7 separate regions of the Mus musculus genome follow, and all the other regions are linked to region 1. The links are chromatin contacts, called in public HiChIP or PLAC-seq and promoter capture Hi-C maps. All regions are on one chromosome and are shown on one strand. Each heading gives the region's core, a stretch centred on a gene start, on an enhancer-like site or on the middle of the called end of the contact. The rest is flanking DNA. Distances are from core to core; before and after follow the strand shown.

Evidence for each region. Promoter capture Hi-C pulls out the DNA fragments that hold promoters and counts their contacts. HiChIP or PLAC-seq counts read pairs in DNA pulled down with a chosen protein or histone mark.
Region 2: a contact with region 1 is called in a promoter capture Hi-C map of erythroid cells, with 43 times the contacts expected there. The contact joins the promoter of Atp6ap2 here to the promoter of Mid1ip1 in region 1. A contact is called at or near these places in 2 of 39 promoter capture datasets (erythroid cells and pre-B cells), 1 of 484 Hi-C or Micro-C datasets (CD4 T cells), 2 of 115 datasets of contacts at active chromatin or transcription factors (large pre-B cells and pro-B cells) and 1 of 9 other capture datasets (adipose tissue).
Region 3: an H3K27ac HiChIP or PLAC-seq map of bone marrow-derived dendritic cells shows a contact between it and region 1, with 4 times the contacts expected there. The contact joins the promoter of Cybb here to the promoter of Mid1ip1 in region 1. A contact is called at or near these places in 2 of 39 promoter capture datasets (the C10 cell line and pre-B cells) and 1 of 115 datasets of contacts at active chromatin or transcription factors (bone marrow-derived dendritic cells).
Region 4: a contact with region 1 is called in a promoter capture Hi-C map of liver, with 5 times the contacts expected there. The contact joins the enhancer-like site here to the promoter of Mid1ip1 in region 1. A contact is called at or near these places in 3 of 39 promoter capture datasets (hippocampal neurons and liver), 1 of 484 Hi-C or Micro-C datasets (liver) and 3 of 115 datasets of contacts at active chromatin or transcription factors (embryonic forebrain, large pre-B cells and stem cell-derived neural progenitor cells).
Region 5: a promoter capture Hi-C map of 3T3-L1-derived adipocytes shows a contact between it and region 1, with 8 times the contacts expected there. The contact joins the enhancer-like site here to the promoter of Mid1ip1 in region 1. A contact is called at or near these places in 7 of 39 promoter capture datasets (the 3T3-L1 cell line, 3T3-L1-derived adipocytes, the C10 cell line and 3 more), 1 of 484 Hi-C or Micro-C datasets (the N1E-115 cell line) and 4 of 115 datasets of contacts at active chromatin or transcription factors (astrocytes, embryonic forebrain, embryonic hindbrain and 1 more).
Region 6: a promoter capture Hi-C map of pre-B cells shows a contact between it and region 1, with 8 times the contacts expected there. The contact joins the promoter of 1810030O07Rik here to the promoter of Mid1ip1 in region 1. A contact is called at or near these places in 9 of 39 promoter capture datasets (the 3T3-L1 cell line, the C10 cell line, the HPC-7 cell line and 5 more), 1 of 115 datasets of contacts at active chromatin or transcription factors (astrocytes) and 1 of 9 other capture datasets (liver).
Region 7: an H3K4me3 HiChIP or PLAC-seq map of embryonic forebrain shows a contact between it and region 1, with 4 times the contacts expected there. The contact joins the enhancer-like site here to the promoter of Mid1ip1 in region 1. A contact is called at or near these places in 10 of 39 promoter capture datasets (the 3T3-L1 cell line, the C10 cell line, the HPC-7 cell line and 6 more), 4 of 484 Hi-C or Micro-C datasets (the N1E-115 cell line, embryonic stem cells, pre-B cells and 1 more), 10 of 115 datasets of contacts at active chromatin or transcription factors (the NIH/3T3 cell line, astrocytes, cardiomyocytes and 7 more) and 1 of 9 other capture datasets (adipose tissue).

The regions. Positions count from the first base shown.
Region 1 is chrX:10,715,702-10,719,684 of GRCm38.p6, reverse strand. It overlaps Mid1ip1 (Mid1 interacting protein 1 (gastrulation specific G12-like (zebrafish))), which reads right to left and starts at 2,320. Exons shown (of 2, transcript NM_026524.4): 1 at 1,981-2,320; 2 at 1-1,698. The coding sequence starts at 1,455. The coding sequence ends at 907.
Region 2 is chrX:12,585,685-12,589,605 of GRCm38.p6, reverse strand. It overlaps Atp6ap2 (ATPase, H+ transporting, lysosomal accessory protein 2), which reads right to left and starts at 1,847. Exons shown (of 9, transcript NM_027439.4): 1 at 1,671-1,847. The coding sequence starts at 1,710.
Region 3 is chrX:9,466,764-9,470,801 of GRCm38.p6, reverse strand. Cybb (cytochrome b-245, beta polypeptide) reads left to right here and starts at 1,478. Exons shown (of 13, transcript NM_007807.5): 1 at 1,478-1,596; 2 at 3,624-3,719. The coding sequence starts at 1,552.
Region 4 is chrX:12,501,193-12,505,087 of GRCm38.p6, reverse strand. No RefSeq gene overlaps it. Among named protein-coding and RNA genes, the nearest start is that of Atp6ap2, 85 kb to the left of the region's middle. Within about 2 kb of position 1,782, at least 5 of the 459 cell types and tissues checked have an H3K27ac peak or open chromatin away from gene starts, as enhancers often do. A contact at or near this core is called in liver, where this site is marked.
Region 5 is chrX:12,250,251-12,253,940 of GRCm38.p6, reverse strand. No RefSeq gene overlaps it. Among named protein-coding and RNA genes, the nearest start is that of Gm14635, 100 kb to the left of the region's middle. Within about 2 kb of position 1,615, at least 125 of the 459 cell types and tissues checked have an H3K27ac peak or open chromatin away from gene starts, as enhancers often do. A contact at or near this core is called in 3T3-L1-derived adipocytes and the N1E-115 cell line, where this site is marked.
Region 6 is chrX:12,671,657-12,675,306 of GRCm38.p6, reverse strand. It overlaps 1810030O07Rik (RIKEN cDNA 1810030O07 gene), which reads left to right and starts at 1,668. Exons shown (of 7, transcript NM_175141.6): 1 at 1,668-1,981; 2 at 2,147-2,281. The coding sequence starts at 1,766.
Region 7 is chrX:12,004,973-12,008,450 of GRCm38.p6, reverse strand. No RefSeq gene overlaps it. Among named protein-coding and RNA genes, the nearest start is that of Gm34301, 4.6 kb to the right of the region's middle. Within about 2 kb of position 1,665, at least 320 of the 459 cell types and tissues checked have an H3K27ac peak or open chromatin away from gene starts, as enhancers often do. A contact at or near this core is called in the HPC-7 cell line, the N1E-115 cell line, the NIH/3T3 cell line and 11 more, where this site is marked.

The DNA.
Region 1 (3,983 bases), core at 1,071-3,570:
TCTGCGTTTTTATTTTTTAGAATATAGTCTACATCTGGATTAAAAAAAGTTTTAAATAAACAAGACATATAACAACAGTGGAGCCCTTCATCATTCTCCATACGATACAGATATAATGTCAGCTGGTTCCACTTTAGATAAATCCACTTTCTCATAATAATGTTAATTATTTTCGCTAGCCGAGTGGCAAGCTTCATCCTAGCTGGCACATCGCCAGTTTACACACACGGGCGGGGGAGGGGTGGCGTGAAAGGGATAGGGTGCCACAGGACTACTGTACAGTGTAACAGAAAATCATTAATAAAGTAGTACCGGTTACCAACAGTGCTGTTTGTGCGCTTATCACAATGGAATCGACGAAGTTTCAAAGCAAAGAGATCTGAAAGACTTAAGACAGGGTCACTGTTACAAAAAGAAATAGTGCAAACAGGAAAACTGACGCAATCCTAGCAACGCCAAGGCCTCCTCTGGCAGCTCAAGGCAGGGCAGCAGGAGGCTGAGCCCCGCCTCCCCCAAGCACCCGGCTAGAAGCTGCCCTCCCATGTGTGGCAACCCAGCACTGTGCCCTGGCATGGCCCTTTCTCAGGCCCTTCTCTTCCGGAAAGAAAAACAGAAAAGAAACCCCAAGAAAGGCACAGGCTGAATGAAGGACATCGGCCCAGTTCCATTCCCACCAACACAGAGTAGGCCCCCTCCGGGGGTCTTTGAACCCCCCTCTCTGGCGACTACTTTCCTCTGCTCTCGCGATGAGGCCCTCTTCTCCACACTAACCCCACCAAGTACACAGCCCAACTTTACAGTGTGCCCTTCGCGCCCCACAACCAGGAAGAAAATAGCTTGGAGGAAAGAGAGGGGTGGTAGAGCCGACCCGAGAGAGGGTGCTGGGCAGCGGGGACAGCCCCCGCCTCAGTGGCCCCAATTACTGAAGCCGATCTCCTGCTTGTATCTATTGGTGAGGATGTTGGCTTTTCGGGTGAGTTTGGAGAGCACGGTGTGCAGCCCGCGCAGGTGGTAGTGGAACTGCTGCTCCAGATCTTCCTCGCCCGCATCCGCGCTCTCCAAGTGACTCAGGCCCACCAGGATGTCCTTGGGCTTCCAGGTGCTCTCCTCGCTCCCGGCCGGCGGAGACGAAGGCTGGTGCAGGACTCCCCACTCGATATCATTGCGGATGGACTTGAGCAGCACGTAGTGGCTGTACATGTCCCGGGAGGGCGCGAAAAAGCTTTCATTGGCGCTGCCCGGGCTTGGGGCCGGGGTCGTGCGCTCCTCCAGGCAGCCGCCACTGCCGCCTACCTCCACGCTGACCTCGTCTATCTCCGGCTCGGACAGGGGTACGTCGCGCAGCAGACTGGGCACCATCACCGTCTGGTCCATGTTGTTCACCGCGCCAATGAAGCGATTCATGGCGTTAAAGAGCGAGTGCTTCTGGTTATATGTGTCGCAGATTTGCATCATGGTGGCCGAGCGGGCGCGGAAACACAGGGACGCTGGTACACGGAGATAGACCGCTGGCGATGCCGCCTTCAAGCGCTCTCAGAGGCTGATGCCGGGAGCCTGCTTGAAGCCGGTGTGACGGGATTCCCAGATCCTTCTCCGCCCTCTCTAACTTGCTTCTTTCTCAGCTCAGCCCTTCGTGAGGCCCGGCTGCTCTTATCTTTGGCTCAGGATTGACGGTGGGTGGCTGGGTCTAGCCTTTTTCTGCTTGGGAGACAGAGACGAAAAGAACAAATTACCCACCCGGTTAGGATGCCCGGCATCCGGTCCGCGCGATGCTCCCACCCTGACCAAGGCTGGCCAGAGAAGGCACAAGGGTGGTTCCTTGGGACCAGCCGGTATCACCTCCTCCAATACTAGCAGAAGACCTTTGAAAAAAAAGGAGAAAAAAATCTCCCCCATCCCGGACTCTCTGGTTTCTCCCTTCTAAAACCTAAGCGAAAGCAACCATATTAGCCCGGGCTGCCAAAGGGCGGGGACACCCACCTCTTGCACTGCGAAATCCCCTGGTTCTCAGTGCTTGCGTTGCGGACGGTGGCTGCCCAAGGGCGCTGCTGCGGTCACTGATCGGACTGTGAGTAAGGGCGACTGTGGTTGCTCCGGCCCCCTGCCCATTCCAGGTGCTCAATTTATAGTCCGGGAAAGGTGTCCCAGGCGCCCAGGACCACCCCTGATGTCTCCTCCTCCTACCTCCTCCAGCAGCACAGATAAAAGGTCCCAGCCCTGACCGCGAGTAACACTCGCCCAACCCTTTCTACCGCGGGGGCGGGGCACGCCGGGTGGCTCCGCCTCTCGCCTGATACCCGGGCTAAGGCAGGGCGGCCCAGCAGGGCAAGGCAGGGTAGGGCTGGGAGGATGGAGCGGCCGCACCCCAGCACCAAACCCAGAACAAGCTGTTTGGGGGAGGGAGGGCGAGGCACTGAGCCCAAGGAGCCGCCGTCCAAACCAGAGGGCGGACTGGCGCGCGCGGGCTGGGCGGGCTTGGCGCGCACTCTCCGGGTGGGATGACCGGAATGCTTGTGTGTCCGGGTTGCAAAAGAGCCCCTCAATCCTGAACCTAGAGTGACTGCAGTCCGGAAATTTAGCCTCGATTTATTATTAGACGTCGGGTAAGAGGGATTCACAGCTGCCCTGACTCCATACTTGGGAATCTTATGTAAGAAGAGTTAGCAGGACATGCCGGATGCACGTGGACATGGGGTGCTCCCTCCACGGCCCAGGTCGTGGTCAGCTGCAGGGGGATGGGAACACTGAGGCATTTGCTTCCCTCCTGGCGGGGTCTTTCCTACTACTGCTGCCAGGTATGAAGAGCACCCTGGTCATCTGATCTATAGTTTTGTGTCCCCCACCAAGAGATAAGAGCATGGCAATGGAGTGTGAACTTGGGCCTTGTGGCCCTTTTGGCTATCAAAAAGACTAGGAGAAGGTGGCAGAAGTTAGGACTGGTGTTGGGTATATCTTATCATTTAAAGAAAAAAAATGGGAGTATACCCAATAACTTTCTGGAGTGTGTGTCAAGTGCTCCTTTCAAAAGATAGTTCTTAAGCAAGGGTTACTTAATAAGCCTAAGCTGTGTACCATAGCCCTGGATCTACCTTTCAAGTTTTACACTTGAAACTCCTCTTTCAGGTTCCCAGCCCTGAGCCCATACTCATTTCCCATCTCATTTCCTTTGCCACATCCCTCAACCTCCAGTCAGCTCTTCCATTCCTCCAGATAAGATGACTCAGGCTTCTAATTTTAAATTTCTTCCCACTAAAGTCTTCGGGGGGAAGTTTTAGTATGGCATTCCCCTGCAAGACAAAAAAGCGCCCCAAACAAGGAGAGACACTTATGCATGTGGGTTTGTTTGTTTGTTTGTTTTTTCTTGAAGGACTGGTACTGTCTACCGAAAATCATGTCTCTTTTCAATTTTGAAGGGAACAAGAGCTGATAACAGACAGAAAAGTCATTGGTAACTCTAGAACCCAGACTGGCAAATCTCCATCTCCCTCTGGTTTACTGGTTCTAGATCATAACCCATGCTTCCAATGCTTTCTTATGTATGTATGTATGTATGTATGTATGTATGTATGTATGTATGTATGGAGACACAGTCCCAGCCAGCCAGCCAGCTTGATTTGGAACGACAGCTACTCATCCTTCTGATTCAGTGTCCCATGTTCTTTTAAACATGAAATAATGTTTGTTATCTGCCCCGTGGAGCTAAGGAGATCAGTGGAAAGAAGAATGTAGATGGGAAACATGCATTGTGTAAACCTGACACATAACAATAACCTCAGCCTTTCTCTTCTTATGCCCAGATTTGAAAACTTTTCCACCCTCTGTTTGTCAACAAAATGGAGTGTCTCCCATGAGAGAAAAATTTCCAGTGTTGCTTTAGCAATAAAAAGGAACTTCTTCTTGGGCTATGGCAAAGGGTTCTATTAGGGTTCAATGAGGTATCGGCGGTAAAACTCTTCACTGTGTACACTGTAAAGTACTTAGGG
Region 2 (3,921 bases), core at 598-3,097, 1.9 Mb before region 1:
GGATGTATGTGCAAGCATGTGGAATCTGAGGTCAACCTGCAGCGTCTTGCCTCAGGAACTGTCCACCCTGTCTCTCATTGGAATGTGAAACTTACCCATTAGGCTACAGTGGCCAGCAAGGAACTTGTAGGGATCCACCCACCTCCACCTCCCCAGCCCTGAGATTATCAGCACACACGGGTGCTTATTTATACAGGTGCTGGGGTTTAAACTCATGCCCTCATGCTTTTGTGGCAAGCAGTTACCAAAGTACCTTGAAAAATCCCCAAAGTATCTTGATTAAATCAGAATGGCCTTTCCAGAACCAACAACAATGAAGGAGACCCTAACACTTTGGAGGCCTGAAATATATGTTAACTATTAACACAGAGGGCTGGGCACCTCCAGGGCAGAGAAGAGGTTTGGTGCTCAAAACCATTACTAGGTCTTTTTCACTTCAACTGCCATTCCAAAAGTAGGACCAGCATCTCACACAGCACAGGCACAAGGTATCTCTTTGACACAAAACACCCATTCCTCCCCAAGGTGCTCTCCAGTTGATTTTTTTTTTTTTGAGACAGGGTTTCTCTGTGTAGCCCTGGCTGTCCTGGAACTCACTCTGTAGACCAGGCTGGCCTCGAACTCAAGAGATCCACCTGCTTCTGCCTCCCAAGTATTGGGATTAAAAGCATGCACCGCCATGCCTGGCTTCACTTGACTTATTGTATCTTATTGTCTGCAAGCTCAGCGTCTGTCCCACTACTCCCACGTTGCCACACAGCACTCCCTGTGCCACACACACAGAGTGGAAAGGCATCCATCCCCTTCTTGGAAGTCAACTGATCTGTCTGTCTTCAAACCCAGCTTTGATACATATTCCCCTTGTCATGCCCAGCTTTGATACATATTCCCCTTGTCATACCCAGCTTGATTCATACTCTGCAAAATGGGAATACTTTCTTCTAAGGATTACTGTAAACGAAATGCATTACTACATGATACTCAAGCCACAGGCCAAATATTAGCTCATTTCCATTCTTCTTATTCCATGTTAGAGAGCCTAGGTAGGTTCCACTAAGAAAGCTACCATTTATTTGACATGTGATCCTAAAAGCATGACTCATACCCTGCTCTCCAAATCCTTCAAATTGGGAACTGAAATCAATACTAAGAAATTGCGATCATCTTAAGAAATAATCATTATTTAAAAAACGATGACTCAACTTCACATCCTGATATGTATATATGAGGGAGGTAAGGGTTCACCCGTTGTCAATAACAACCATTAGAAATGAAGGTGGAAAAAAGACAGCAGCTAAAAAGCGGCAGCTAAATTGTTAGCTAACCTTTCCTTGGTAGTGGGTTGTGGTTCAACGGTGTATTAAGAAATGCAAACCCATCCTCCAAAGGGCCTTGAACAGGGAAGGAGTGATCAGACAAATGGGAGGACTGGGTCCTAAGCGGCTACGCGCCTTTACCCCCAAAGGCTGATGTCAGCTCCGGAGTCCCCCCAGGTGGCCCTGCTCGTCTCCAGAGACCACAAGGCCGCTCCGCCCGAGCCAGATCAAGGTCCAGAACCCCGAAGAGGGCCGCCAAGCCCAGACCGCCCCCACTGCGGCCCCCGCCAGCAGCCGCTCCCTCCCAGGGTCCCCGCGCCCCCTAGCTTCCCGCAGTGCTTCCCAGCTACTCACCCGCCACCAGAAAGAACAGGAGAACGACCAGCACAGCCATGGTGCCACGGTTGCTGAAGCGGAGATGAGCCACACGAAAAGGGACGCCGGGACTCAAGCGAGCACTGCAGCTCGACCGAGTGACGCGCTCCCGACGGTTCCGATCCCCAAGCCCCTCCCCTTTAGCCGCTCCAAGACAAGGTCTCAGCCAATCGCCAACTACGCCGCTACACGAGCGAGACGTAGCCTGGTCGACGTCAGCAATTGGGGCGGAGGCGAACGTGATGAATGGCATGCTCTGCCAATAGGAGTCAAGAGTTTTAAGAACAGGGCGGTTCTGTCCCGCCGGCCCACAACGACCGGTCACGAGATGAAGGGTAGGGCCCGCGGTTAGAGCAGGTGGCCCCACTGGTTGCAGGTTCTCGAAAGCCCACAGTGAGGCTTACTCCCGGGTGTGGACTCTTTGTCCAACCTCCGGTGACGATTTTCAACCCAGGCTTCGGTCTTTCCCGGTCTTGCACCTCCCGCCCGCTGCGACTGACAGATGGAAAGCGCTGGGCTAGCTCAGGTTTTGCTCTCTGGAGTACACAGACGCTGAGTACCTGAGGGAAGGAAGCCTGGCGCCTAGGGGAACCCCTGTCCATCTAGAAGAGATGCTACTTAAAATATAGGACTCCCGCTTGAATCTGAGTTGCAAAGAGTGATTTTTAGTGTGTCTAAAATATTTGTTTTACTTATTTTTATATATACGAAGTATCCATTGTCTGAAAGTGAAATATAACAGGGTATCCTGTTTTTTGATTTACTGTATTGAACAACTCTGCCTCCAAACACTGCGTACACAAGGAGTGATCCGATAGAATATTAATTATTTCGTTCTGAAATAATTAATATTTTCTAATCTGAATAAGGAGTTCAGGGAGGCTATGTGACGGCTAGACACACTAATTAGACCAAAATCATCCCTTGGCTCATAGCCTCTTACCTATGATGTAAGGCAAGAAGTGACATTGCCCATAATCTGTGGTTAGAAAACAACTTCTCAGTTGATGACCTTGAAAGATGAATATGATTTTAATATGTAAGTGGAGGATGTGGAAAGTGTAAAGAAAGAGTATAGCATATATGGTAGGGAAATGCCTCTTCCGATGAACTTTTAAATGTTTAGTTGGACAAAAGAGATTTTATAGGATAGAAGGATAGAGCTAAAATTTTAGTTCCTTCCTTCCTTCCTTCCTTCCTTCCTTCCTTCCTTCCTTCCTTTATCGTTTGGGGATGGAACTCCAGATCTGTGCACAATCTAGGCAAGTGCTCTACCACTGAGCCATACCTCAGGAAAATAATTTCTTTTAAAAGACCTTGACTTGTACACAGAAGAACTACAATTCATTAAGTACAAGTGGAGGAACCATTGGAAATGGCTGGACAGTGTTCAGTACACAGACGTAAGATAGGTGCCCTTGAGGGGAGATGGCTGTTTTATTCTTGGAACTGACTACGGGAGAACAAAGCGTTGCAGCACCTCCAGCAGTTAGTTCTCCAGGTGAAACTTAGCCAGCCCCAGAACTGGAATCAACCCCTGCCCCCTTACTCAGAAGGCAGTTTCTAGAAATCGCTATGTTTACCAAAGCCACTCAATTTATAAAGCATTCTGGACTTCCTCACTCAACCTCAGAAAGCTCTTAACTCTCAATTTTGTGTTTTTGTCCAACAGAGAATTTGCACACGTGTCTTTAAAGGACTATGAAGGGCTGGTTGTCTTTCTATTAGGAATGTAAAATTATTATATTAGAACCAAAATGTCTAAGGCAGCTAATTTCAAAAGCATAAGCTGTGCCAGGATTACCACAAACATTTTAAAAATTTTTAAAAATTCTTTTTCAAGGGCCAAGGAGTTGGCTCAACTGGTGAAGACACTAGCTGTGTAACACTGAAGATGCAAGTTAGATCCCTGAACCAATCTGGATTTGGTGCTGTGCATCTCAGCACTCCTGGGTTGAAATGGGAGGCAGAGATGACAGAATGGTCTGGAAGTTCCAGGACCCACTAGCCTGGAGTACACAACATAGCAGCAGAAACCAGAGAGACCATGCCCCACAAGGTGGGAAGGTAGACCCAACCCCTGGAAGTTATCATCTATCACACAAGCGCGCGCGCACACACACACACACACACACCACAACATAAGTAGAGAAATAAAAGAGAATTTAACATAAGGTCACTTCTGTGCACACCAACTAAAATTCCATGCTGATCCATTTTGTTGCCTGTT
Region 3 (4,038 bases), core at 229-2,728, 1.2 Mb after region 1:
TTTCAGTCCAGTTTCTCGAAGCCAGCCAGAAGCTGTCGATCTAAGCTGGCAGACAAATGTAGCTCTCAATGAAATACATGTGAAGAGGGCAGTGGACAAACAAATCAGGGAGCAAAAGAGCACAAAACCTCCTCACACTCTGGTTTTTGTAAACCCGTTTCTTTGAATCTATTTTGGGGATGAACCGAGGAGGTCAGTTTGCCTTGATGTGGGTTTTACATGTTCTAATTGCAACGGAGAACGTCAGAATACCTTGCTTAACTATCATGCAGTGAAAAAACCTACTAGTTTACTCATTGTCTCAAGCCCAGAGGCTGTCCATGTACTTTGTAGAGAGCAACTGAAAGAGTCTGTGCCTCTTGTTCTTTTGCCATTTTGCCGTCTTCCAGTGATCCAATTTGTTTCTTGAACTTCTCTCTTAGATGTAACGACTGTAGAGCCCTGCTTGTGCAGTCAGTCAACTTTCACCACACCATCAGGTTGCCTTCATAGCCTTCTGTTTCATGTCTTGAAGCCTGAGTACCTGCCAGGAGGTAGTTGTGTTCCATTTGGCTTTAGCATCTACCGTACACTGATGTACCTTCGATCTGACCATGTTTACAAGCTTAGCATATAGAAAGTCTACCTGGGACCGTGATTGTTATCTAAACATTTTGGTATTTCCATTGCTGTAGTCCTATGTGGGGTGTTTAGGGTGGAGGTGACAAATTTAAGCTTGTTTTTGTGTTTCCTGGTATTGTACTTACAAGTGATATCAGTTGTTTGGACTTCAAATAAGCAACTGTATTATTCCTTGGCACTGTAACTGGGTCCAAGTAAATTCACTGTTCTGGGTCTCAGCTTCCTCATTTATAAATGTAATCATAAAATAGAACCTAATCTATAGGAATTGAGTTGTAAGAATCAAATGACTTGATGTATATGTGTGTATGGTTATGTTTCTGTATATATGTATATATATATGTGTGTGTGTGTGTGTATATATATATATATACACACATGATACCATTTTAGGTACCTATATCCATTTTAAGATATAAAATTGGCATCTGATAATCATCCTATAACTAACATCTATCACTCCTTTTTAACTTTACCCAATGAGAATCAGTATTGTTGGAAGAGCCTGTGAGAAGAACATGTGTTTTATCTAGCTAGTTGGATAACTTGAAAGTTCTAACTACATAACTAGTTATTATTAAAAAAAAAGTCACTGTCTAAAATACACCCACAAACTACACAGATAATCTTATGAATAATAAAACAAATTTTAAAACCTGACAAATCGTCTCTGAGTTGTAGCAGTAGCTTTCATTTTCCAGTGTATTTACTTGTGACTGAATCACAAGATCTTTTCTCTTTCTGTAGTTTTTGTGTGGTTTGAAGTTTTAAATTTGTTATGGGAACAGCCTTTCAGTTGGCCAATGATTAGCTAATTTCTGATAATAGAAAAGGAAACCTATTGCCCCAAAGCTGCTGTTTTCATTTCCTCATCAGAAGAAGAAGCACAGTAGAGAAGAGAGGCAGAACCAACACTTAACCTTTGCTAACATGGGGAACTGGGCTGTGAATGAAGGACTCTCCATCTTTGTCATTGTAAGTACCCAAACCAGGTAACATACATTTTTTGATATGTTGGAGTTCTCTTGGAATGTGAACTAGAGCAATGGCTTTTATTATTGTTGTTTGCTTAAGAAATATACTTACTCTGGGAACAAGCATCTGCTTGCAGGTAGATTCGGTTAATTTTCCCATCCCAGGCTTCTTAATCCCAGCACGCCTTTAATCCCAGCACTCGGGAGGCAGAGGCAGGTGGATTTCTGAGTTCAAGGTCAGCCTGGTCTACCAAGTGAGTTCCAGGACAGCCAGGGCTACACAGAGAAACCCTGTCTTGAAAAAACAAAACAAAACAAAACAAAAAAGTTAAAGATACAAAATATGCATCAGCAGCTCTCATTTTCATAGTTTATTTCTGAGTTCCTAAGACTATGAAGTTAGCCAGCATTTACCAGAGTGCATAAAAGATACTTCATACTAAAAATTCTAATTGTGAGAAGTTTTTTCAATTACTCAAGGGTAAGTTTCTTCACTTTTTATGTTAACTGCTTTAAATGGTCAATTAAAACTCTACTGTTTTCTGAATAACATTTATTCTTATGGATTTTGTAGATAGGAAAGTTGGCTCTATTTCAGTCATAACACCAAAATAAAGTTCTCAAGTTTCTTTTTAAAACAAGCACATTTTTTTCCCTGTGCAGTCCAAACTGGAGTAACTTGTGAATTTTACAACAAATGGAGGTAAAAGAATTGAAATAAACTATCTCGTTTCATACCTATGAAGTATCTGTATTATATGTACTTTATACACATATAAAGTATGTATATAATATGCAACCATATATAAGAAGCAATTTTAGAAGGTTCTAATAGCTATTTGATTTCTGTTCTGAACTCTTAAGTTAGTGTTCTCAGAAAAACAATTATGGATGAGTTGAATAGGAAGAAATGTGCTATCTAAATATTGTTGGCTAACAGCTCATGAAACATGATATTAAAAGGTACTTATGAATGGAAGTTTTGTAAGGATTAACCATGTAATTAATGCACAGAGTCAGAGTTCTAAAGAAATTAATAAATTATTGGCATGGTTAAAATTAAAACAACAAATATTTTATTGAAACATTGTTCATGCCAACCCACCATGCTAATGCAATATAGACGCGTGAGGATTGGGAACTCTAGTCTTCCGTCCTTGCTACCACTTTAAGAGCAGGTGACTCAGCTAAGGAACAAGTTGAACTCTAACTTTCATTCGAATTACGGTTTCCTCAGGAAGTGACCTTTTAAATTACCTATGCATATACATGAAAGTAAAACATGGCTTAGCAATCCAGAGTTAGGGAGCACAGCAACGTAATACAACATGGAGTTTCTATAGCAACCTTCTGCGTAAGGAGAGACTGCTAAGAAGCATCCATGGGTATTCAATAGTTAATACTAATAACTAATAATTTACTATTTAAGGAAAAACACCATGAAGCTGAAGTAGAACACTGAGCAGTATCATTCCTTGATAAGTTTGTTGTTGGGATCAATGTGAACTTAAAACCTAGAGCATTTATTTTATTTTTAAATTCCATGACCTTCATCCCCTTGCCCACACTCAATATTCCGTCCTTTAAAAATTAAGGAAAACTTATCCAACAGCAAGCTGTGTGTGCTGCAGGTGACTGTCATCTGTGAGCACAGAGTTCAATTTCCTACAGGTCATGAGACAAGAACAATACCTTATTTCCATCTGCTCTTTACTCCCCAATCACTGTTACCTGTCTGAAGTTAAGATGAAAAGAAGAGGAAAGAGAAAAGAGACAAGAGAGACTGAAATTAATTCAGTATGTTGACCAGGTAGTGAAGCAATCATACAAAACAATGAAGGAAGGTAAAGACAGTTCCAGAAAAGTGTAGAGGCGCTGTAATAGGAAAGAGCTGGCACTGAGCTGGGTGCACCCAGCCCTGTCAGAGTCTGAACTTGGGGAAGTCCTGGCCTTCATTTGCCTCCAGTCTCATATGGAATCTCCCTCTTGAGAGATATAAACCTCATACAACTTTTCCTGTTTGTGCAGCTGGTGTGGTTGGGGCTGAATGTCTTCCTCTTTATCAACTACTACAAGGTTTATGATGATGGGCCTAAGTATAATTATACTCGAAAACTCCTTGGGGTAAGTATAACTTCTGCCTCATGCAATCTTGGCCAGCTCACGCTTGCAGTCCGTTGTATTCACACATATTCCTTGTTAAGTTTTTGAGTAAATCTCCTGACCAACTAAGACAACACCACCAGCTTTATCCCCCCATTGGAAATTCTTTGGCAAGAGTCCTTTATGGCCTGCTGGTGTAACAAGCTGAAGTATGGCAGAGGGTCCTAGCCACATCCCTACCCACCAATATGTGCTGAGCTTAACATTGAAATGTCTAGAATAGAAAGCTTACTGAAGAATAGAAAGCTTACTGAGAGCCACAGGGTGGCTCTGGTGTGAC
Region 4 (3,895 bases), core at 533-3,032, 1.8 Mb before region 1:
AACCCTGACTAAGACAGAGAATGTGTATAATATGCAGAGGTGTGTGTGTGTGTTTCAGTGAGAGAGACAGAGTAAGAGAAAGAGCCCATCCATGCAGAGTAGCTGTATTTTGGACTCTAGTCCAAAGCCTAGGAAGTAGATGTAAATTTAGAGTATGCACCCTGGAGTTATTGAGGCTCACAAGTTTCTCTCCAGTTGCTAGCAGTGTCCTTCTGGATCGCCTCCCTCTTCCCACTTCCTACCCTCATTTTTTGCCTTGACAATAACCAGGAAAGGGAGGCTGTCTTAGTTACAGTTTCTATTACTGTGATAAAACTCCATGATCTCTTTTTCTCACAGCTTGTAGTTCATCACTGAAGGAAGTAAGGGCAGGAAATCCAACAGGGCAGGAACCTGGAGGCAGGAGCTGATGCACAGGCCATGCGGGAATGCTGCTTACTGGCTTGCTCCCCATGGTTTGCTCAGCCTGCTTTCTTATACCACCCAGGACCACCCGCCCAGGGCTAGAACAGCCCACTGTGGGCTGGGTCCTCCCCCATCAATCATCAGTCTGGATGAAGGCATTTTCTCAATTGAAGTTCCTCTGCCTGAATAATTTTAGCTTGTTTAGTTTAGTTGACTAAACTTTAACCAGTACAGAGGTCAGTGTCAGCATGTCTCTGAACGTTAGTCAAGCATCAAGGTGTGGGGCAACCAAATGGTTGCATTCAGGGAGGGGTAAGCCATACTTGCCTGAGTAATGGTTAAGGAGTCAGAATCTTCCTTGTAGTTTCCCTGGCTCTGGAGCCTGCAGACTTCCCTAGGGAGCCAGTGGAGTCCCACAAGAGCAGTCATTGATCAAGAGCCTAAGGAGTTGGGGACTAATGACTTGGATGCTGTCCCCCATGAGGGGGAGGACTTCTAAAACAAGGCTTTTGACTCTTTGAATGTCACATTATACACTTCAATCCCACTTGCCACTCTCTCTCCTCACATGTTCCCCCCACCATTGCAACCTTCCCCCCAACAGAGGGAAAACCAATTCACGGAAGCTGTAGTGTATCGGTGTGTTCCACAGTTTACCCTTTTGTCCACACAACTTTACTTGCAAATGTTCATTGCAATGAGTTGTTGGTCTGGTCTGAGGTCTCTGGCTTCTGCTACTCTTTTAATACTGGATCTTCCCAGGGACTCCTTTCAGAGACCCTGTTGTTGTTGCCCTGTGTCACTGAGATCCTATCATTTTGGATCTGTTCATACACTCCAGAAGTTCGTTGATGAGATAGATGTTGGGGTGGGGCCAATTCACAGCCCTGGATCTGGGCCTGAGATGTATCAGAGATGGTCAGCCTGCCAGCTCTTGCTCTGGCTGGGCCATCCAATGCTGCCACCAGCAATGGGCAGAGCCAGTTCTTCTGCTTTCATGTCACCATGCTCAGCTCTACTGTGCTGCCTAGGCCAGGTGCAGGGCCTGAGGACTGCAGCAGGTGAGGGGCAGGGCTAGTCCTCCTACTCTCAGGACCCTGGAGCCAGCTCTCCTGCCTGCCATAGGTACTGAGGGACAAGGGAGGGAAGGCGGGCATCTTTCCCTCATCAGCACCATTACACAGAAGACAAGAGACAGGGTCAGCTCACCCGCGGTCCACATATCAAGGGCCAGCTCTACTGTTACCCAGGTAAGGTGCAGGGCCTGTCTCCTGAGTGCTGCCATAGGTGAGTGGCAGGGACAGCTCTCCAGCCCGGTGTAGGTGGCAAGGGCAGGGGGTGAGAAGGGCATCTCTCCCTCACCTATGTTACCACATGGCAGCCAAGTTTCGGGGCCAGCTCTCCCACGCTCATACCCTGGCTCACCTGTGTCCCTACCACCTGTGCTGCCCGGGTGAGGTGCAAGGTCCAGTCTGAGGTTTGAGGTCCTCCATGACTCACAGAGGTGGCCAGAAGACAGCCTTAGCTGTCATCTCTCAGTCATGGTTTGCCTTGTATTTTGAGACAGTCTCTCACTGGCCTGAAGCTCACCAAGTAGTCTAAGCTGGCTGGCTAGGCAGCCCCAGGGAGCTGACTGTCTTGTCTTCTCAGCACTGGAATTACCAGTACATGCCATGACTCCTGGCTTTTTAAAAGTGTGGGTTCTAGGAGATCAAACGCAGTTCCTTATGCCTGTAGGATAAGCACTTTACCACAAGAATTTCTACCCCAGCCGGTAACCGTTCCTTTGTTGACTGATTCCCCATGCCCTGTCTCTCCTTGTGCACCTTACTTTATTCCTAGGCTCCCCGTTCAAATACTGTTTGTGTGTTTTTCATGTTCTTATTTCTGGGGCTACTTTAGGTAAGGATGTGGGGGGACTCAGGTATTCAGAACACCTCTTATGTAACAGATGAGTCAGGACAAAAAAAGCCCAGGCCCAGGGGATTGTCTCAGTCCCCATGTCTTGCCCCTCTCCCCCAGGCCCCTCCTTCGGGAGGCAGCTGGCCCAGTTAAAGCATATTTCAGTTCCAAAAGAACTTTTGTCCTGCCTGGGGCTGAATGGCTAAGATCAATACTGGATGAGTGTCAGCGAGACATTGTAGTGACAGATCCCAAGCCACATCCACCAATATAGCCTTCTGTGTAATAAAGGACATTTTGAGTTCCAACTTTCAGACATCTCTGTCAGTTCCTCAATTGCTCGGAGAGGGGATGAAAGGATGTTATTTATCGACTCTCCTAAAACCCCTGATGCTTATCACTATATCCCTAGAACCTAAATGTGCCAGGGACAGATGTAGGGGTTCATTCATATTTGTTAAATGGAGGGAAACGTTGACAGCAAAATTCAAACCCATGTCTGTCTTTCTCCCAAGCCGGAGAATTTCTCCAAGCCTTTCCTAGAGGAGAAGACTGAAGCGAGACTGGGCCAGGGCTGGGCCAGGAGTTGTAGTAAGGCCCTTGGGTGGCTGTCTTTGCTTCCCTTCTGCAAAAAAACGCTCTGCCTGCCAAGTCCAGGAACAAGGTAAAGGTCAGAGAGTTGTGCCCTGGGGAAGCTGGGGCATGGTTGGGGTTGTACAGATCTGCCTGTGTTCTACTGCAGGCCTCTTCTAGCCACAGCACCGTGTGTTTTGACTGAGCAACCCTGTCTGCCTCTTGGGAAGACTAATACCAGTTTAGCAAATTACAGCTTCCTTACCACCTCCCACTCCTGGGAGAGGAGGAGCCGGGGAAACGGGAAATACAAACACACTCAAGCTCAGTGTCCAGGCTTGGTCATAGTGGGGACAGCTGGGCTCAACGCCACCAAATGTGGCATCTCAATGAAGTGAGGGGAGGCTTTGCTGCATGGCCACCAAAGAGAAGATCACTCTTGGGCAAGCACTCACAGGAAAAATGACAGGGAACAGGAATGTTCTGGAAAGGTAGCAAGGAGCAGCTTGTGGCATGGGCATGTTCCCTAAAAGCTGGAGGTAGAGAAAAGAGGTGCACTGTCCTCTGTAAAAGCCTGGTCCTCTCCCAGACTGTTTCTGCTGTCCTTGTGGTCCCCATTCAGGCCAGGAATATGCTCACTGCTGATGTGTGGGTAAAGAGCCAAAGGGGAGGTGGAAGGACAGGTCTGGAGGGAAAGAAAGTGCAGGGACACACACATTGTCTTGCATACTCCTGCCTTCCAGGCTCCTGGTTCTAGTGTGTACCAGAAGAGTCAGTTACTGTCATTTGGGGGACATCCACATGAGGGCTTTTTTCTGTTACCTGAGGGGCCTCTGTCAGAGGCAGACAGGACTTCAAAGGTGGCCCTGCTATATCCAGTACTCTGAAGTGCAAGGCTCTGCAGTCTCTCAGAGGTGCCCAGTGGGGCTGCAGCAGCCCCCAGTGGGGTGACCTTGCTACGGTTCCATTTGGCCTTCCCTTCTCTGTCTCGTCTCCTTCACCCAACTTCAGTTCC
Region 5 (3,690 bases), core at 366-2,865, 1.5 Mb before region 1:
CCCAGGGTTCAAGTCACAACACCCACATGGCAGCTTACAACTATCTGTAATTCCATTCCCAAGGGATGGAACACCCTCTGGTCACCTCATACGCAGGCAAAACACCCATGCATATAATGTAAATGACATATAAATGTTATATGTATGTTTGTGCTCACGTGCCCCGGCAGTCAGGAGATAACCTGTGGAAGATGATTTTCCCCCTCCACCATGGGAGTCCCGTGCGTGGAAAGAACTCAGGTCCTCAGACTCGGTGGTGGCAAGCATCTTTCCTCTTTCTTTCTTTCTTTCTTTCTTTCTTTCTCTCTCTCTCTCTCTCTCTCTTCTTGACAGCTGCTGGAGCATCCACTAAGTTGGGGTACTGACATGTCGCCTTAGATTAATGAAAACCCAGCCTCCCCTAGGTTTGTAATCACAAAAGCCTTTTCAGAGGTCCTGGATCTCAGGGCCCTGATTATCAGAGGGATCCTGGAACCACACTGTGGGCACTACTGACCTAGATAACCAGGACACACAGCCTTCCCTCCAAGAATCTAGCTCTAGATCCTCCCCCACTTCTATTTTCCTGTTTGAGATCTTTGTTATTTGTTTAATGATTGGATTGTGACTGATGCCACCCAGGAGGCATTGTCCCCAGTTAGAAGGCATGATGAACAAGTCCCCAATCTTGCCTGTGTGGTCTCCAAGATATTAAACAAAAGGGGGAGGGTGCCCACCTTGAAGATCTATGGTGAAAGCTGAGCTCTCTTTGGGGTGAGGAGGCTGGAGGACCTTGTTCTATCAAGGAGAGATTCTGGTGTTCCTGTCAAGTCTGTGAGGAATATTCGGGGATTTCCCCCTCTCTGTCCCTTTCCTGCACCACCAACCACCTCTCTCCCCACCCCTCCTGTGTCACCTCCACACTGCCCTCCACCCCCACCCCCACTCCCCGTGGAAAGTTTACACTGTTTTCAGCCAGGAGAATTGTCCCTGACTAGTTCGTCAGAGAAACGCACGCAGCTGTAGCAAAGACTAAAAATAGTCTCCTCCGTGACCAGTGTCTTCCCACGTCCTTTTCTCCACGCTTGCCTCCTTCTCAGTCCCCACCTTCAGCGGAGGCAGGAAGGTCCTGGGAGGGTGTGAGCCCGCTGGGACCTGCCAGACTCCCTAGTCTCCCCTCCCAAGCAGCACGAGTGTCCGATTCTATTTTGCAGTGACCTCCGCCTTGCCACGCCCAATTCCAGAGAACCCGTATCTCCTCAGCGGGTGGAAGGCTAGCCCGCTTGGGCTGCAGATTTTTCCGGCACTTTAAAGGTTAAACGGGAAGCCTGGGGTGGGAGGAAGAGCCGTCCGGTGCTATGCGCGCAGGCTCCAGGCGGTGTCCCCAGCGTCGCTCTTTCTCCTTGAGGCCAAAGATGGAATCCGAATGCGAAGGTTCGTCTTTCCAGTTAGCTGTGTTGAGCCACCCAGCCAGCAGCGGCTCAGCTCGCCAGAGCCAAAGCGTTGTCTCGCTTGCCTTCCGGGAGGTGGCTTTTTTTTTTTTTTTTTTTTTTCTCAAGCGCGACCTGGGAGTTCGATGTGTGGCCAGGACCTGCCTGGCCTCTCTTTGCCCTGGTATCCTGGGACATGCGCCTGACAAGACCCGCCACCTCCTGCATTTCAGGGGTAGCTTGTGGTGTCCAGTGACCTTTGCCACTGTGTACTGCTGCAGTTTCGAAACAGCAAAAAAAAAAAAAAAAAAAAAAAAAAAAAAAGGAACTTTGCCAAACCACACAAAACTTCAAACCGCACCAGCTCCAACTGGGCACGCCCGGAGAAAGCTGCCTTTATCTGCCCCCTCTCTCCTCCTCTGGTCTCACAGTTGACTGGGGCTGGTGAAAGCCACTGGAACACTTTATCCCTCCCACTCATCTTCCAGCCCCGCGAAGATCCTGGATTGTTCTGGAAGCCAAGCCCAATCCGGCTTCCACCCAGCTGGGGGATCTGAGAGCCACCTGCCAGGCCCGTCACTTCACAATGAGTTTCCATTGTGTGGAAGAAAGCTGGGTGGATTCGAGCCAGCCGAGAGGGAGAAGAGTTGAAAGGTTTGGGTCCAAGAGAGTAGTGAAGGGGAGAGTTGAAAGATTTGAGCCTTGAGGGGAAGGAGCAATCTGTCCAGAGCTTGGTGGGGCTCGAAGACTCCACACAGCTCTGTTTTTCTCTGACCCTAAAGACTTTCTGCTCCTCCCTCAGTGGCTAGCAGAGCCCCCAGAGCCCCTGGGCTGAGACTGCGGCTCCAAACCTACCATTGGGTTTTGAAATCCACCACACACACACACACACACACACACACACACACACACAACCCCCGGGTAATTCCGGGACAAAATTGCCTTTCTTTCCAGGTTTTTCTCTGGAAACTTTGGTTTAGTTCCCTTAAGACCAGAGTCTCAAGTAGCCCAGCCTAGCCTCAAATATGGCTACTATTCAGATTACAGGCAAAATACCACAGGCTAGCTTCTCTGAAAACTCTTAAATGCCCATCCCACAGCAGTGAGCATGTTCGTCATTCCCCAGAGAAAGAGATCTGTCTTCAGGTCGATCTTCAAACTTGCTGGCAGAGGGACAGAAGAGAAGGCTTCACAAATATAACCAATTAATAGGGAGGTAGTAATCCTAGTGTCCATGGTGGGCACGGGGCTGGGAGTGGCCTTTGGCAGCTGACTTTCTCTCTTCCCAGGTGTTTGTGGCACCTCTGTGGTGCCAGTCATCACTCTGCAAAGAGGTGGGATTCTCGCTCCCAAACAAGCAAACACCAGTTCAGCCTTGAGGACGCAGATGACCCACAGGAATAATCGGAAGTCTCTCAGGCTGCTTTCTGCCCCAGTAACTCTATGTAAAACTAGGACTAGGAGCTGGTAAAATGTGAGGTGGCTTCCACTCACAGCTAGTCCTGGGTGCAAACGGACATACCCTTTCTTGGAAACTGCCAGCAGTCTGCAAGGGCCTTATAAACAGTGTACTAGGCAGCGCCCACTAGCCCACAGCATTCCATCAACACCCGGCCCACAAGCGTGGAGTGTCATCAACTCCCGCAGCTAGAATCCAATTGCAGGGAACAGAGAATGTTTCCAGCTATTTTAAGCAAGAATAGGAAATTACTCCAGGAAATTAGGTGCTCACAAAATTCCTGGAAGGCCCGAGAGGAACAGTCTCTGAACTCACAAGACACTACCATTGAATTGGTCCCCAAGATTGCCGCCCTCTCTGCCACTAGCAGGAAAGTGAGAAGCAGGGGAGTTGGGGGGTGGGGTGGGGGCGGGAGCTGCACTGATTGCAGATTGCAGCTGAGATCTAATGATTAGGATCCCATGCCACCACGGCCTTTCTCAAGAGCCACAAGAGCCTGTGCCTCTACCCACAAGAATCAGCGGCTGAGCAATTGCCAAAATATTGTCACACATAACCCCACATACCCTCCCCCTACCCCCAACCACACAGTGTGTCCAGCGACTGCAGCCAGAGCCGAAGACAGTCTGCTTCATGCCTTCCTTCCAAACCTCACACAAATGTATCTAATTGTCAAAATTGAATTCTCATCCGCAGCCCCAGCTGCAAAGGTGTCTGGGAGATGTAGTTTTTAGATTTCCATCCTTCGGAGTAAGAAGGCTTCATAGCACAGGGTTAGAAAGGAGGTGGAGGACCTGATACCACACCTCCATTTTACAGCTA
Region 6 (3,650 bases), core at 419-2,918, 2.0 Mb before region 1:
GAAAGAAGACATCAGTCCTGATTCACCCTTTTCCCTTTTACATCTACAAAAATTTCATTTCAAAAAGTATAAAAGGACTTTTCACGTTAAGAGAAAAGGGGGAATGTCATCAAAAATAAGGCCACTTAGTAACTGCAGGGACTGACTGTTGTTTGACAGTTAACGGACTTAAGGATAGGCATACATGGTTTTTCTGCCATGTTTTTCCCCTCCAAGAGAAATTCCAATTAAGCTTTTTCTTTCTTTTTTTAAACAAGACAGGGTCTTGCCATGTAGCCCAGGCTGACCTTGAACCTCCTAAGTCCAAGTGACCCACTTCTGAGTACCAGGAAAACAGGGCTGTTCCCTACTCCCAGGCCCCCCTTTCAGTTGTTCTTGATACAAAGTTCATACTTACAGAAAATGTTTTAGTCAGAAAAAGGAAAGTCCTAATGTAGACTTCATTCAGAGGTGGGTTTTTTTTGGAATTTTTGATTTGATTTGATTTGATTTGATTTGATGGGAATAGGGTATTTCCCATCATTTGCTTTGAATGGGTCTAATGTTGAGGTTAGTAAGACAAAATTGGTATATACTTTATTAAAGTATTACAGAGCCTGCCTACACTGACTGTACTTTGAGTCTTCAGATCATCACATCTGGTCTCTATTTTTTATAAATTGTCCCCACTTCCAACTGGCCAGTGGTTTGATAAAATGTCCAATAATGTAAACAGTGGATGAAAGAGCATATTTGCGTCAATATAAAATAAGTTAGCATTTACTCAAAGCTTAATGTGTGCCAGGCATCATTGTAAGTGTTCCCATCTGTATAAATGCTCCTCACCACACTGTGAGGTAAGTATTAATAACCTCCTCTTACAGATGATAAACCGAGTTACAAAGAAGGAAATAACGTCTTAATAATATTAAAATTAGGATCAGCCAAGATCAAAACACAAAAAATTGAGAGTTTGAGCCCAGAGCTAGTGGTCCTTACCATTGCCTGTGCAAGGCTTCTCTGTTTACAGTGTTCCTTCCGACTCTTTTGATTCCATACCACTTCAATATGTTTGCCAAGGTCAAAAAACCTCACTCAAAGCATCTAAAACATGTTTTCTCACTTGATGTTGACAATCTAATGCATTCTGGTCTGTGTAGCATATGGCTTCCCTGTGCAGCTGAAATAACCCTTTTCTGAGCTGTCCAAATCCAGGAAGTACATTATCCCTTTTGCTTCTTCCTGCCAGGTACTCTAGTTAAGGAGTTTCTGGTCCTAGTGTCACTTTAACATATGTACTGGGGAGCATGGCACACAATACAATAGGCCCCCTGCTTCAGGTGAGGGTAAGCATGTTATTGATACCCCGAATTTGCTGTTCAGTGGGTTTAGGGATGAGTTAATTTTGTAGAATTGCACAATGCAAGGAACATGTCATTCGAGAAACACACCTTGAGCATTCCTCTTTACAATAAAAAGGTCAGCACATCAGGAGGGGATCAGGTTGGTTAGAGGGTTGGCAGGGTATTCAGGAATAAAAATTAAAGCTTTAAAAGGATTAGTCTAAATGTTCCATGTCCACAAACCAAAGCGGTTCCTTTAAGCGGGGGTGGAGCTGCCACTTCCTGGAGCGGAAACAGTGGCCAGCCTCTAGCCTCTGAAGTGTACACCGCACAGTGACGCTAAACGTCTGGACGTTTTGGGGGTTGGGCTACGCCTGCGCTGCGTGGGAGCATCCCAGGGTGCTGCGCGTGCTTACCGCCGGCCCCGCCTTCAGGAGTAAGACATGGTGGTGTCGGAGCTGGCAGCCCGCCTCAATTGCGCCGAGTACAAAAACTGGGTGAAAGCAGGACACTGCCTGCTGCTGCTGCGCAGCTGCCTGCAAGGTTTCATAGACCGTGAAGTGCTCTCCTTTCACCGTGGACTGCTGGCTGCAGTCCCTGGCCTTGGACCCCATGCTACCTGCCGCGGCGGTTCCCGGTGCAGCCCGCGCGCTCGCCAGGTGAGCTGCTGACCCCGAACTCGGGCGCGTCTCCACAGCTTGTCCCCCTATTCCGTATGCTTGCAGTCTTTTTCCTTCCCGGGGCGGGACTGCTTCCTACTTCCGGGGTGTTCCTGTTTTGCTGCCCCGCCCACCCCAGTCCCTCCTCACCTCTGCCCTCTGTAGTTTCAGCCTCAGTGTCAGGTATGCGCAGAGTGGAAACACGAGATCTTGAGGCATCACATCAACAGAAATGGAGACGTGCACTGGGGAAATTGCAAGCCAGGCCTCTGGCCCAAAGACCCTTGGGAGGTAGCCAAGGTAAGTACTTGTAGCCTGGAGGAAAGCATATGAAGTTGCTCCTGGTGCCCCAGGGTGGAGGGTGGGTTTTGAGTGCAAGCTGGGACTTCAGAAAGTACAGAAATACTAGAAGATAGGTTGGTTCTCTGGGGTCTAGTGGCGTAGTGGTGAGGGGATACTAGAGTGGACCCATCTAAGCTCAGTAAAATAAACGCCTCTGTTTCTTCGCTTCCTGCAGGCACTTGAGTTTTATTGTAAGACGCTGTCTTAAAATAAGGGGAAAAACAATACAGGCTGAGAGACATGGAAGAACAGTTAAGGTTTACTTTACAGCAGACTTTAAAAAAAGGCTTACTTTTGCTGTGGCGTGCGTGCCAAGAGGATGCTTAGCTAAGGTATACATTTTTAGAAGGTAGAAATATTAGTTATGAGGTAGGGGTTGTTAGGCCTGTGTTTAGATTTTGTCACTGTGACTTAATGCCTAGTCTGATTGGGAATTTGCTTGGATTTCTTGATGTTGCCTGGAAGCTGTGTAGTGAGTGGAGGGAGGTGTCAGAAGTAGCTTCCAAATGCAAATTGACAAATTGCTTTACTATTATCTTGGTTTGTGCTAGCTAGTTTTCCGTCAGTTTGACACACCTGGCTTAAAACCACCTGGGAAGGAGGGAATCCAAATAAAGAAGACGCCGCCACAAGATCAGCTTGGAAGGGAACCCACTGCTGTCACTTCATTCTTGACTGAGCCTTAATGCCTCTCTCTGCACTTTGGTTCCTGGAGCTATCTGTTCCTGCCTTCCCTCCCCAAGCTCTTCTTCCCATTTCCCCTCCTTCACCCCAGCTCATGCTTCATGGAGTTGATGGAACCCCAGACACTGAGTTCCTTGTCCTTTCATTGAACCTATAACTCTGCATGTGTGTGTGTTTCTTCTTTTTGCTACAAAGTGACTTCCCATTTGCCCTGTCCCTCCACTTATATGTCGAATCTCATCCCTTAAATCTTTAGCTGTCCACTCTTCTGTTTCCTGGCTTATTCCCATCACCGTACGAATAGCTTTACCATTATCTTAGTTTGTGCTAGCTAGCTTTCTGTCAACTTGACACAAGCTAAAACATCTGGAGAGGAGGGAACCCAAATAAAGAAAATACCTCCACAAGGTCCCATTGCTAGCAAGCCGGTAGGACATTTTCTTTGATTGATATGAGGAGTGCCCAGCCTGTTGTGGGTGGTGCCATCCCTAGGCTGGTGGTCCTGGGTTCTATAAGAAAGCAGGCTGAGCAAGCCAGTAAGCAGCACCTTTCCATGGCCTCTGCATCAGTTCCTGCCTCCAGGTTCCTGCCCACAGTGATAGTTGCTTACAACTATCTGACTCAGAACCTCTGACTTACATAC
Region 7 (3,478 bases), core at 416-2,915, 1.3 Mb before region 1:
CTTCCCAATCTGCTTCACCAATTGCTTTACTCCAAACTGTGGGCTGATTTCCATTAATCACACTTGGCCCTAATTACCCTGGAGCAACCATTCTTCCCCTGGCCTGGAGCTGGAATTTTAAGGGGCTATTGACAAAGCAGGTCCGTGGGTCTAAACAATAGTGGTAGCTTCAGGAAAAGGCTGGGTGAGGTGTCCATCCCCGGTCCTTTCCATCTACACTATGGAAGTTCCAGGCCTGCTGGTGATCTCCCCAGGTAGGAACCTGAGTTCCTCCACTAAATAGATTTTCCTTTTGTTGTCACATTAATTTGCAACTCATTAATAGTGACAGAAGTGAGGTACTGCAACGATGTCATTTGCATATTCATGAGTGACTTATTATTAAACAAATAAGATTTTCCTATCTTCGCAGCACCCAAAGTAAGGCTGAACAGCACATTACACCGGCCCCGTGCTTTATTCTCTCTTTAATATGTTAATAGATGCAGTTGATTTCTTTAAGTAAATACGCATCTATAAAACAACACGTACTTTATAAAAAAGAAATTTAAATAATAATCCATTAGCAAAGTTGGCAACAATTTAAGAGGAACAACCCATTAATACTAACGCGTGGGAATCAATTTGCGAATTTTTAACTCGGGTGGTGGGTTGCGGACGATTGAGGGGGAGGACTGCAAGTGTTGTGTGAGCTTAAAAAAAAAAAAACATTTTAGTGAGTTTCAGGAGACAAGGACTGAGATCCTTTCCATGTTTCGGGTGCCGGCTCCCCGGAGGTGGAAAACTGTCCGAGTCTTCACCTCCACACCTGCCTTTTCCCTGCGTCCTCTGGAGATCCGAGCCGTGGGCTGACATCTAGCACGTGGCTTTCCACCGGGCCCCTAGGCTGCCCAGCAGCACAGAGTTAGGCGGGGTGGGGGTGGGGCAAGGCCTGGCGTCTAAGCGCCTCTCCTCCCGGGGCTGAGGCTGGGGCTCTCCCCTCCTGCCCTCCATCCCTCGACACCGGCTTCATCACAGCCGGTTCTTTCCAGCTAGGGTCAGGGTGGCCTCCCCCCGCGGTGTCGCGGAGCTCAGGGCCAACCGCGCACCCTTATCTCGGCCGAGTCAGACACTCGCCGCGCGGAATCTGTTGACATTTACTATTGTTCGCAGGAGTCCGGAGCGCCGGGCGGGAGCGAGCGGGCGGGCGGGCGGGGCGAGCCGAGGGAGGGCCGCAAGTGGGAGGCCTGCGCTCCACGTGTGTGCGCGCGCGCGCGTGCTCGCCGGGGGGGTGGGGAGGGCCGTCTGCCTGGAAAATAAAAGTGGCCGGCGGGCCCGGAAGCTTCCAAAGCCGGCTGAGCGGCCCACGCCGGGAATTGAAGTGGTGGCGCGCGGGGGTGGGGTGGGGGGAGGTGGGTGCAGGAAGGAAGACTGGGCAAGCGGGCCGTGGGCTCGGCGGGGGAGGGGTGGGGACAGCTCCAGCCGCACGGCCCCCGGTGACCCACAGGACACAAGTGCATTTGTGCCTAGCCGTGGTAGGGATTAAAGTGCCATACGGCCCGAGCGAGGGGGGCGAGGCGGGTAGAAAACAACCAGCGCGCACAAAGCGCGCATTGTTCCAGCCACCTCCATTATGCCGCGCTGCAGCCAAGAGCCTGTTTCGCAACTGCCGTCCCGGCGATTGGGCGCGCGCGCGTACACACACACACACACACACACACACACACACACCTCCCTGACCAAGGCAGGGTGCACTCCATCGGGACTGGGAAGGGCTGCCCGGGTGGGTTGTGAGTAATGGGGACTCGCGGGTATCTTGAAGAGCTCGGCTGAGCTCTTTATCGGTTTTCGTCCTCGTCTTCTCGGCACTTTTCGTTTTTTTCTGGCTCCTGCCCCGAGCGCACCCCGGAGCGAGGAGCTTCCCCTGGGGAGGAGGCGACGGCGGGGGTGTGAAGTGGAGAGGGCGCGCTCTCAACCGCTGTCACCCGCGGATCGCAGCCCCAGGCGCACAGCGCTCGCCTGCTCTGCTGAAGACACGTGCGCAGCAGGAACGGGGACAGCATCCTTGCTTTCCAAGGAGAGGCTCCGGGAGCACCCACTCCAAGGCTTCCTGGCACTCTGGGACTTCCCCCTGTCGGGAGCGGAAGCTGTGGAATCCCGCACAGCGCTGCCTGGCCTGCCCGGGCGTGCGTGCCAAGTGGGCCAGCTCAGTCTCCTTTACACTAACCACACAGGGCCCAGGCCCTGGCCTCCTCTCTCTGTGGCATCAAGCGCCCTGCTTAAGCACGCTGAGAGGGAATTTAAGCCTGGGCAGCAACAGAAGAAGGTTCCCTTCTCCTTTGGGTGCAGAGTAGGGGGAGGACTAGAAGCCACCCCACTTTCCAGACCCCCTGCTGAGCCCTCTTGGTGGGCAGGTGGGGATCGAAGGCGCCCAGGCTCCGCAAGCTAGCGAAGTCTGGTTTCCTTTACGTTTTACAAGCTATAAATAAACTTCCCCTTGGGCGGATGAGCGCTGCGTCCAAGGGCGGCTTCCCGCCGAATCCGGCGGGCGGTTTACGATCTGGGCCAGGAGCTGGTCTTACGGCGGCCTGAGCCTAGGGTGGGGCGATGGCTCAGGGAAAGCTCAGAGGTCGTCCAGGAGTGGTCGAGTGACCCTCCTCTTCCCTGCGGGGCTGAGGCGCCTCAGCTCTGAGGGCTGGGGGTGGAGCCAGTTGATTTATGAGCCGTCACCCCACCCCGCCCCTCCCGTTTCACTTGTTTTCCTCATCTTCTCTAGCTCAAGCCCTGTTCCCAAAGCCTCACCCCGCAACCCTGCCCAGTGAGGGTTTGGCAACACCGGGCGGCTAGAGCACTGGCCGAGGGGCCCCGGGCGAGGAAGGGGGTGCAAGGGTGTGGGTGAAGCCTTTGGTGTTTTTTCATCCCTCCCACCCCACTCCCGTACCTCCTCCCAGAGCAGGCTAGCCAGCCTAGCCGGACAAAGCTGGGTGGCCAAAAAGCCTGAGAGGCTGAGATAAAGGGCTGGCCTCTAGGGGTGGGAAAATCCCAAGCGTTTGGGGTAGATCCCTGACTTTCTCAAGGTCACCGGGCGGGGGACTGGAACCATTGGCTCATACCAGAGCAGAAGCCATTGCATCAATCAGTTAACACCTTGCAAAGGTCTCCATCTCGCCGCCTCTTTAAGGGTGTTCAGTTTCCCAAGGAAGTACATAAAAGACAGGGCAAGGAAGGCACCGTGGGTCCCAAGACTGCTTTTCGTCATCGAGGGTTTGCTCTGCTTTGATGCTCACACTCACACTGTCTAGGTGGGAGGCCTGGCCTCCAACACACACGTGAGGACGATGTCTGTATGTGGGCCTAGATAGGAAGTGAAGAGTTGGAGGTGACTCAGGTAGTTGGCTACCTTCTTTCCATCTGAGATTTAGGAGAGGTGAGTTGGGAAAGCTCAAGAGAAGGCCCTCCTTAGCCTGGAACAACATCGTCCCTTTGCCCTCTGTTTGTT